Regions from separate parts of the Sus scrofa genome. Here region 1 is linked to region 2. The links are chromatin contacts, called in public Hi-C maps. All regions are on one chromosome and are shown on one strand. Each heading gives the region's core, a stretch centred on a gene start, on an enhancer-like site or on the middle of the called end of the contact. The rest is flanking DNA. Distances are from core to core; before and after follow the strand shown.

Region 1 (4,473 bases), core at 730-3,229, 150 kb before region 2:
CTTGCAGATTCTCTAATGACAGCTTCGGTAGAAATGTCATCGCATCACAAGCCGACTCACTTGTCTGCAGACAGGCTCTCATGTCGTATTTCACTCTGAGAATATATTTACAACCCTCTCAAAGAATCATTCTTCGTGCAGGATTTCATTTGGTGCCAAAGGACAATTGGGTGGCAGGTAAACGTTGTGTCTTGTTTGGGCAGTGAATTGTAGCAATTTCAGCTGCCCCTAGATCTGTTGTGTTTTTATGAATCGTTTTACATTTTATGACCGCTGTGATTATTCTCTATTCATAACAATGACTGCTTTTGTTGAGCACGTGCCAGTCTTTGGAGTAAGAGATATAAATAGCTTAATCTTCATATTACCTTGTCGGATAGGTATCCTGACCCTCCTTTTAGAAATGAGAGAGCTGGGTCTTGAGAGGCTAAATGACAGTCCTGCCCAGGGCTGCACGGCTAACAAGTCTGAGAGCCAGGATGGGTGATTCACGGTTCCACATTTGCTTCAGAGAGACAGAGGTGACCCCTTGGTTGGCTCTATGTTTTAAGGTTCTAGAATTCTTCGCGCTTATGCTATTGCCATGGGAAAATGTCTTAATGTTTGGACGACGCTTTAGAAGTTGGGGAAATATTAAGTATCAAATTGTGAAAACTGGAGTTCCCTTCGTGGCTCTGCGCTTAACAAACCTGACTAGGATCCACAAGGATGCGGGTTCGATCCCTGGCCTTGCTCAGTGGGTTAAGGATCTGGTGTTGCCGTGAGCTGTGGTAGGTGGAAGACGGGATTCAGATCCTATGTGGCTGTGGCTGTGGTGTAGGCGGGTGGCTACAGCTCCAGTTCGACCCCTAGCCTGGGAACCTCCATATGCCATGGGTGAGGCCCTAAAAAGACAAAAAAAAAAATTGTGAAAACCATACTACTACCTGGTCCCATTTCTTCTACCACTGATCAGTTCTCTCTTCCCTTGACTGGTACACATGGGCACAAAGACACAGGGCACGGATATCAGGTGAAAAGTGAAAAGAAGCAAATCTGACGAAAGCGGTAGTGCCGGTTTTTGAGCTGGGTGTTGCAATTCATGGCTAAGTCTATTTTAGCTGGGCTGTAAACCCCTGGAACTTTCATTAGAAGTTTGAGCTATAGGTCTCATATAAATAGATATACATATATATGTACAATGAAACATACAGATGTGTACATGTATGATATATACAAATAAAACACACATGTAAATATATGTATTCTGAAGTAGCTGTTTAGATCTTGATTTTGGAAATCTGGGACATTTATTTTTATATTCAATTAGGGAACTCGATTTGTGCTCTTTTCAGATTCGCCTAAACTCATCCATCAGAGGCAATTTAAAAAGGTATTAATCCTTTGAAATATGACACTTTTACTTATTAATGCTTCACACTGTATTAACATTCCAACATCTTATCAAAATATGCCACACAGGATATTTTTTTAGAGTTAAGGAAATTGGGGCAAAGGGCAACTAAGGGCAGAAAAAATAAACTGGAACTAGGGGAGAGGTTAGTACACAGCATGCATGCTGTACAGTGTGTGTCATTCGTGGCATGTCATTTTAAAAATAAAACAGCACAGCCCACTTTTCTAAAAAATGTGTCTCCTTGATCAGGAGTCTCCATCTATTTTATTTTTTTCAGCAGTGGACCTTCTTGTCCTTCTTTCTGCTCTGTTCTTTCTGCCCTGCCTTAGGAAATAGCCCACTTGATTTTTGTCCCTTTTTTTTTTCTTTTTGGGTAGTAGGCGATCTTCCACAGAAATCGAGACAATGAAAAATCACTTGAGCTTTTTCCAACAAGTGATGACGAGGAGCATTTGAGGATTCGTTTGCCAAGTTCGTTGGAACTTCTTATGCGGGCAAAGCTCATGTTTCCACTTTGGGACTCAGAGCAAAGCCATCAGCTGGGTGGCATTCTCATAACCGTTTGACGTCAGCGCCGAGACCGCGGTATCTTTAGCTGCTCGCTGTGCAGGGTGACGCCAGCTGCAGGAGGCGTCCCCATGGAAAACAGCTCACTTGGCATATGTTTATGAAGCTACCATTTGGCAGTGGTATCAAGACCTTTCTTCTAGAAATTGCTATTCCCAGTACCCAGAGGGGACAGATCTGCAAGGGAATTTAATTTTTCCGACTCTCCCTTTTCCATGAAGATGATGGAATCTATCCTATGTAAAACCATTACTTGCAATGTGAAAACCTGGACAGCATTCCCTCTTTTTTTTTTTTTTTTTTTTGCTTTCTTCGGCTGCACCTGTGGCCGACGGACGTTCCCAGGCCAGGGGTTGAATGGGAACTGCAGCCACAGCAACACCAGATCCAAGCCATGTCTGCGAGCTCCACCCCAGCTCACGGCAACACCAGATCCTTAACCCACTGAGCGAGGCCAGGGATCGAACCCACATCCTCACGGATCCTAGTCGGGTTCATCATCCGCTGAGCCATGAAAGGAACGCCCTAGACAGCATTCTTTACATCAGTATTTTAAGGAGATGAGTTGAATCGGATAAGGTGAAAGGTAAACACCTCTGTCTAGAACTGCAAACCATTTTAGATAAAATGTGAAGTGCGCCTTATTTTCACTTAGTGCTATTTTATCTATGAAAAGAAATAATCAAATACACTAGACAGAATTGTGAGGGCACAAATGAATGCATTCGCCCACATGTCCAATCTTATACTAGCAGCAGCTGCTCCTGAGACAGTATACTGGTCATGCATTGCCACCATAATGATGTGTGACAATTTCCCGACCCACCCACCCCCAGACTCAGTGACTTAAAATGCTAATACTTTATCCTCAGAGTTCTCGTTGTGGCACAGCAGAAACAAATCCGACTAGCAACCATGAAGTTGCAGGCCTCCATCAGTGGCTTAAGGATCTGGTGTTGCCGTGAGATGGTGTAGGTCACAGACAAGGCTCGGATCTGGCGTGGCTGTGGCTGTGGTGTAGGCTGGCAGTTCTGATTCAACCCTAGCCTGGGAACCTCCATGTGCCTTGGGTTTGGTCCTAAAAAGCAAAAAAAAAAAAAACAAAAAAAAAGTATCCTCAAGTTCTCAGGTGCGTGAATTGGACAGTGTCGTTTAGGGACGAGGCTGGAGGGATGGTGGTGGCTGCCTGGTGCAGGTGGAAACATGTGATGCCCCTTAAAGTCTAGGCTCAGGACTGGTGCACTGTCATTTCTGCCCAAATCTATTGGCCGAAGCTGGTCACATGGCCAACCAAGCTCAACATTGATGGGGCAGGAAAATATATTTCTCCCACAGGGATGGAGGGAAAGGGAGTGAATATTTGTTGGGACAATTGTAAGAAGAACCACAGAGTCATTTGAACAAGCAGAGTTTAATACGAACAACTAGTAACTATAACAAGAGATTGGAATAACAAAGGATTGGCTAAAAAGAACAAAACTCGACGGAATAGAGGCAGAGCAGGGAGAAAGAGCAGTCATTACCCCTAAGACCCTCCGAGGCGGAGACCAAGGTCCAGATCCCACCCACCCCCAGGGCTGAGATCCCGACCACAGTGGGGAGACGGGCTGGCTCACTGCTGTCCACTGGCTAGCACGGAAGTCACTGCGGTGCCGTGGGACTTGCTGGAAATCTGCCCTCTGAAACTTGCGAGAAATCACCCTCTCTCTTTGTTACAGGGGAAAACGTCATAGAAGGTGTCTCACTAGAGGCTCTCTGTGACAAAACTGCCCACAGGGGGCTGCCAGGGGAAACAGCTGGCCACTGAGGACCACTGTGCCCTGGAGAAGCCCGACTTGGGGCAAGCTGCACGTGCTGCAGGAGTCTGCCCTGCAAGCACCCCAGATTGAGAAAGCAAAACCTTTTTCCCTCCTGAAGTGTCTTTCTAGCACCCTCAACTGACAAAGCTTAATATTGTGCCAGCTGGCAATCTTTGAAGGGCCCAGATGGGTTTTCACAGAGCAGGCAACAAGGATGACTTTCTGGCTCATTCTCTGAACCAAACTACTTGTTCTGCTAGACCTATGAGTCTCAAAGTGCCCTGCTCTGTTATACACAGACCGTCCAAGAGGCTTGTTACAATGCAGATTCCTGGGCTCCAAACAGAACTGACAAACTGAATTAGGAAAGGAGAGAGGAAAAAAAAAATTTTTTTTTTTTTTTGGCCTCACCTGCAGAAGTTCCCAAGCCAGGGATTATACCCGAGCCACAGCAGCGACAATGCCAAATCCTTAACCACTAGGCCACCAGGGAACTCCTGGAATCTGTACTGGAAACTTCTCCCCCAGCTAGCTTTGTATACTACCGTTTAAGATCCAGGAGCTCCGTGAGGATGGAGATATTTTTGATTCACTGTTGTTTGCTTGGCTCTTAGTTCAGTGTCTGCTGCTTCTCAGGTGTTGCTTTAGACAGGCTGGTTCCTGCGTTGGTTGGTTGGCTGGTGGAGAGAATCGATTCAAACTCTACCAGCA
Region 2 (4,194 bases), core at 1,296-3,795:
GGGTCATAGGATATACCTATAATCAATTTCAGTAGATTATTTCAAACAATATTCTAAATCTCAGTCGTTGTTTCTTTTTTTTTTTTTTTTTTTTGTCTTTTTAGGGCCACACCCATAGCATATGGAGGTTCCCTGGCTAGGGGTCTAATTGGAGCTATAGCTGCCAGTCTACACCAGAGCTACAGCAATGCCAGATCCGAGCCACGTCTGTGACCTACACCACAGCTCACGGCAATGCCGGATCCTTAACCAGGGATCAAACCCGCAACCTCATGGTTCCTAGTTGGATTTGTTTCCGCTGAGCCATGATGGGAATTCCTCAGTCCTTGTTTCTTAATGGCTGTTTAATATTTAATTGTATGAAGGCCTGCATAATTTGTTACTGTATTCTTTTTGAAAGTAGCTCTTTTCATTTTCTTATATAAATTATGGTGCAGTATAAATTTTTGACCCATCTGTATTTTTAAGAGAATATTCTTAGTGTGATTTGAATTCAGTAGATGAATATTGGTACTTTTTTTTTTTTTTTTTTTTTTTTGCTTTTTAGGGTCACACCTGCAGCATATGGAAGTTCCCAGGCTAGGGGTCAAATTGGAGCTGCAGCTGCCAGCCCCAGCCCCAGCCCCAGCCCCAGCCCCAGCAACAGGGGAACCGAACCTCCTCTGTGACTCGCACCACAGCTCACAGCAATGCTGGATCCTTAACTCACTGAGTGAGATCAGCGGTTGAACCTGTATCCTCATGGATACTAGTTGGGATCGTAATAACCCTCTGAGTCGCAATGGGAACTTCCGTTGTATTTTTGATATTATAAATCTTTGCCTAATCCAAGATCGTAAAGATTTTTCTTCTTTGTTTTTTCATAATATTTTAATAGTTTTGACTCATAAATTTAGTTCTGTGATCTATTTTAAGTTTTGAGTATGATGTGAAGTAAGCGTCTAAAAATGTTTTTTTTCTCTGTGAATATCTAATTGTTCAAACACCATTTGTTGAAAAGATTTCTTTCCCCACTAAATTGCTCTGGCACCTTCGTAAAAGAAAAAAAAAATCTATTGACATATAAATATAAGGGTTAATTACAGGCTGTCAGTTCTGTTCCATTGCTCTGTATGTCTGTTCTTGTACTGTACCAGTACTGTGCGGGTGACAGTTTTGTATTGAGTTTCGAAATTGGGAAATAGAAGTCCTTCTGCTTTGTTGTATTTCAAGATAGTTTTGGGTCTTCTAGGTTAATTTTATTTCCATATACATTTTATTATCAGTTTTTTGATTTCTGGAAAATACTTGCTAGAATTTAGAGTTTGCATTGATCCTGTTGATCAGTTTGGAGAGAATTGCCGTCTTTATAGTAATAGCGTCTCTCTCTCTCACGAACACACACACTTTCTCAATTTGGTAACCAGCCTCTTAATACCTTTTTAGGTATCCCTTCCTGCCCTACCTCTCATCACCTTGCATTTTAAAATTATTCTGATTTTGGCTTGTGTCTCTCAATTTTTGTATCAGTAATCATACTTAATAAGTTTTTCTAGAGTCTTTATTTGCCCCTTTTTCTGTGTCTCACATGATCCTCTTATTTGGACTTACTCATTCTGTCAAACTGTGTTCTTAAACAGTTCTTTCAGAAGTGGTTTGTTATCAGATTTCTAAGAATATGCATGATGTAATACATAATTATTTTGCCGTCTCATTGGTTTTTTAAAACTGCCATATTCTAGGATCAAAATCATTTCTCTCATAATTTTGAAGATACAGCTCTGGTTTTTTTTTTTTTTTTTTTTTTTGTATTCTGTGTTAGCTGAGATGTTTGTTGACTACATGATATGTGTTTTTGTACGTAGGGTACCTATTGTCTTTGGCAACTTAGGATTTTTCTGCCAGATTTCTGAGAGTTAAGCATTGGCTGTCTTAGTTTCCCTATGTTTCATTTGAGGTCCTTTCAGTCTTAGATTTTTTTACTTTATTCATTTCTAGAAATTTTTTGTTTGCTGTTTCTTACTTTCGTTTTCTTCTGGTCTGTGTTTTCTCTCCCAGAATGCTTTTAGATAGATTTGGAGCTTTGCTAACTTTGCTCTTTTTCACCTCTGAATCCTTCAGTGTGTCAGAGAAAGTTAAATTTTGCTCAATTTTCCAACTGTATAATTTGTTTTTCTCTTATCATCAGTTGTATATTGAATTCCAAAGCTCTAGATTTTTCCGTATCAGCCTGTTGTTTAATTGATATGACTTGTGACTTTTTTATGACTTTATGGGAATTTTAATTTTTATATTTGTAAGCTGTTCTTAGTTTGTCCTACTTAAGTTTTGCCTCTGTTTCATGATACTGATTTTTCTTAAATGTTGATTCCTGGTTTTGTTCTTTTTCCTATTCATTTGTGGAAATATTTTCTATTTGCATTGTTTGCTTTTAGGAGGGGTGGGACATGTTGTTGGGTGGGAGGTAGAGTTATCTTTCCTTCTGAATTTGTGGTTTCTGTCATCTCTCCAGGGGGTTAGTAGCAGCCTAGCTTGGTATCCTATTTCTCTGGCCCCAATGCCACGGCTTTAGTCTGAGTACAGGTAACACTACCACTTGCTGTTTGTTATGAACAAGGTGATGGGGAAGGGAAGAGAGGAGAGGGCCTGTTCCGAATGTGGCTGAAAGTTACTCTTCCCGCTGGAGTGGGTCTTACTCCCTCTTCTGGGGTCTCTCAGATCTGGCATCTTAACCCTTAACCTCCTCAGCTTTCTCCTCTGTGCTCCTACCTCCTCAGCGCTCTTCATGAGTTATGTCCAGTAATTTGTTTTCAGAAAGTTGGACTTTTCTTATTATGGATTCTTTTGTCATTCTTTCACCTTTTATGTTCCTCATTTGTATTCTGGTTCTCTTTTTAAAATATCTCTATTTAGATTCCTGTATTCTCCAAGAGGGAAAATGATCATTTATGCATATTTTGATAGTAAACATGAAGAAACTACCCATACAAGAGTTTTATCAGACAACTGTTTTTCCGTAAAAGATGTCCAAATCTAAAAATCAAAAATTTCGTGACATTCGACTTTGTTTTGATTGTACAATAATTTGTCTTTTGCAGTGATAATAATAGTTTTGGGGTTTTGTTCTGTTAATGGTTTTAACTATCCTCCCTCCCCTCTTCCTCCCTCCCTTCCTCCTGTCTTCCCTCCTTCCAAAAAACTTTTTTCCCTTGTTTTGTTTTCCAGCTTTTTTGTGCCTTTCAAGATGATAAGTATCTATACATGGTAATGGAGTACATGCCTGGTGGAGACCTTGTGAACCTCATGAGTAACTACGATGTACCTGAAAAATGGGCCAAGTTTTATACTGCCGAAGTTGTTCTTGCTTTGGATGCCATACACTCCATGGGTTTAATTCACAGAGATGTGAAGCCTGACAACATGCTTTTGGATAAACATGGACATCTAAAATTAGCAGATTTTGGCACATGTATGAAGATGGATGAAGTAAGTAACAAGCAAGTTAAAAAAAGTGCTAGTTTTTGGAGAGATAAAAATAAAAGAACACTTCAAATCTGAACTTACAGTTTCAAACAAAGATAAATTTAGTTTTGCTAACTGTGTGATGACTCACACAGGATAGTCAAATCAGAACATGTCCTTTACTCATCATTCATCTAGCTATAGAATTCTTTATTTGTAGACGTGGTCAATCAAGAGAAATTAGAAATCAGATAACTGGTTATCAGATACTTATTGTTCTCATAGAATCCCGACAGACCTTTGCTGCCAGTCAAAACTGATTCATGTTTATAGTGGTCGAGGTGGAGAAGTAGGACATAGCATGTAAATGAAGGTACATGGACATTTCTATCACCATTATTGTTTCTGTATTTTTCCTGTAAAAAAAGAGGTAAGGTAGAAATTTACCAACTCCTACCAACCCCATCTGTTTATTCACCCACATAGAATACATTTGGAGGCATCATCTGTTGCTATGCTTTACCTATTGAGAAATTCATATTATGATTAATAGATTCAGTAACATAAACCTCGTAGCTAACTCTGATGTTGATTTTTGTTGCAAAATTTATATCTCTTATCTTTTTCTCTGTAAGTGTGCAATGATTCCTGGCAGTAATTCCTGTTAGGGAGAGATCATGTTTTATTTCCTATGTATTTTTGTTAATTACGTTGTCAAGGTTCTATTTTTGATTAAGCTGATTTCTTTTTCTC

The links. A called contact is a pair of places that touch in the nucleus more often than the background predicts.
Region 1: a Hi-C map of skeletal muscle shows a contact between it and region 2, with 5 times the contacts expected there. The contact joins two enhancer-like sites. A contact is called at or near these places in 1 of 5 promoter capture datasets (liver), 27 of 47 Hi-C or Micro-C datasets (adipocytes, adipose tissue, alveolar macrophages and 16 more) and 2 of 2 datasets of contacts at active chromatin or transcription factors (alveolar macrophages and skeletal muscle).

What each region holds. Positions count from the first base shown.
Region 1 is chr3:125,283,767-125,288,239 of Sscrofa11.1, forward strand. No RefSeq gene overlaps it. Among named protein-coding and RNA genes, the nearest start is that of E2F6, 38 kb to the left of the region's middle. Within about 2 kb of position 1,980, at least 12 of the 83 cell types and tissues checked have an H3K27ac peak or open chromatin away from gene starts, as enhancers often do. A contact at or near this core is called in skeletal muscle, where this site is marked.
Region 2 is chr3:125,434,691-125,438,884 of Sscrofa11.1, forward strand. It overlaps ROCK2 (rho-associated protein kinase 2), which reads left to right. Exons shown (of 34, transcript XM_021087835.1): 5 at 3,205-3,465. Among named protein-coding and RNA genes, the nearest start is that of PQLC3, 70 kb to the right of the region's middle. Within about 2 kb of position 2,546, at least 14 of the 83 cell types and tissues checked have an H3K27ac peak or open chromatin away from gene starts, as enhancers often do. A contact at or near this core is called in skeletal muscle, where this site is marked.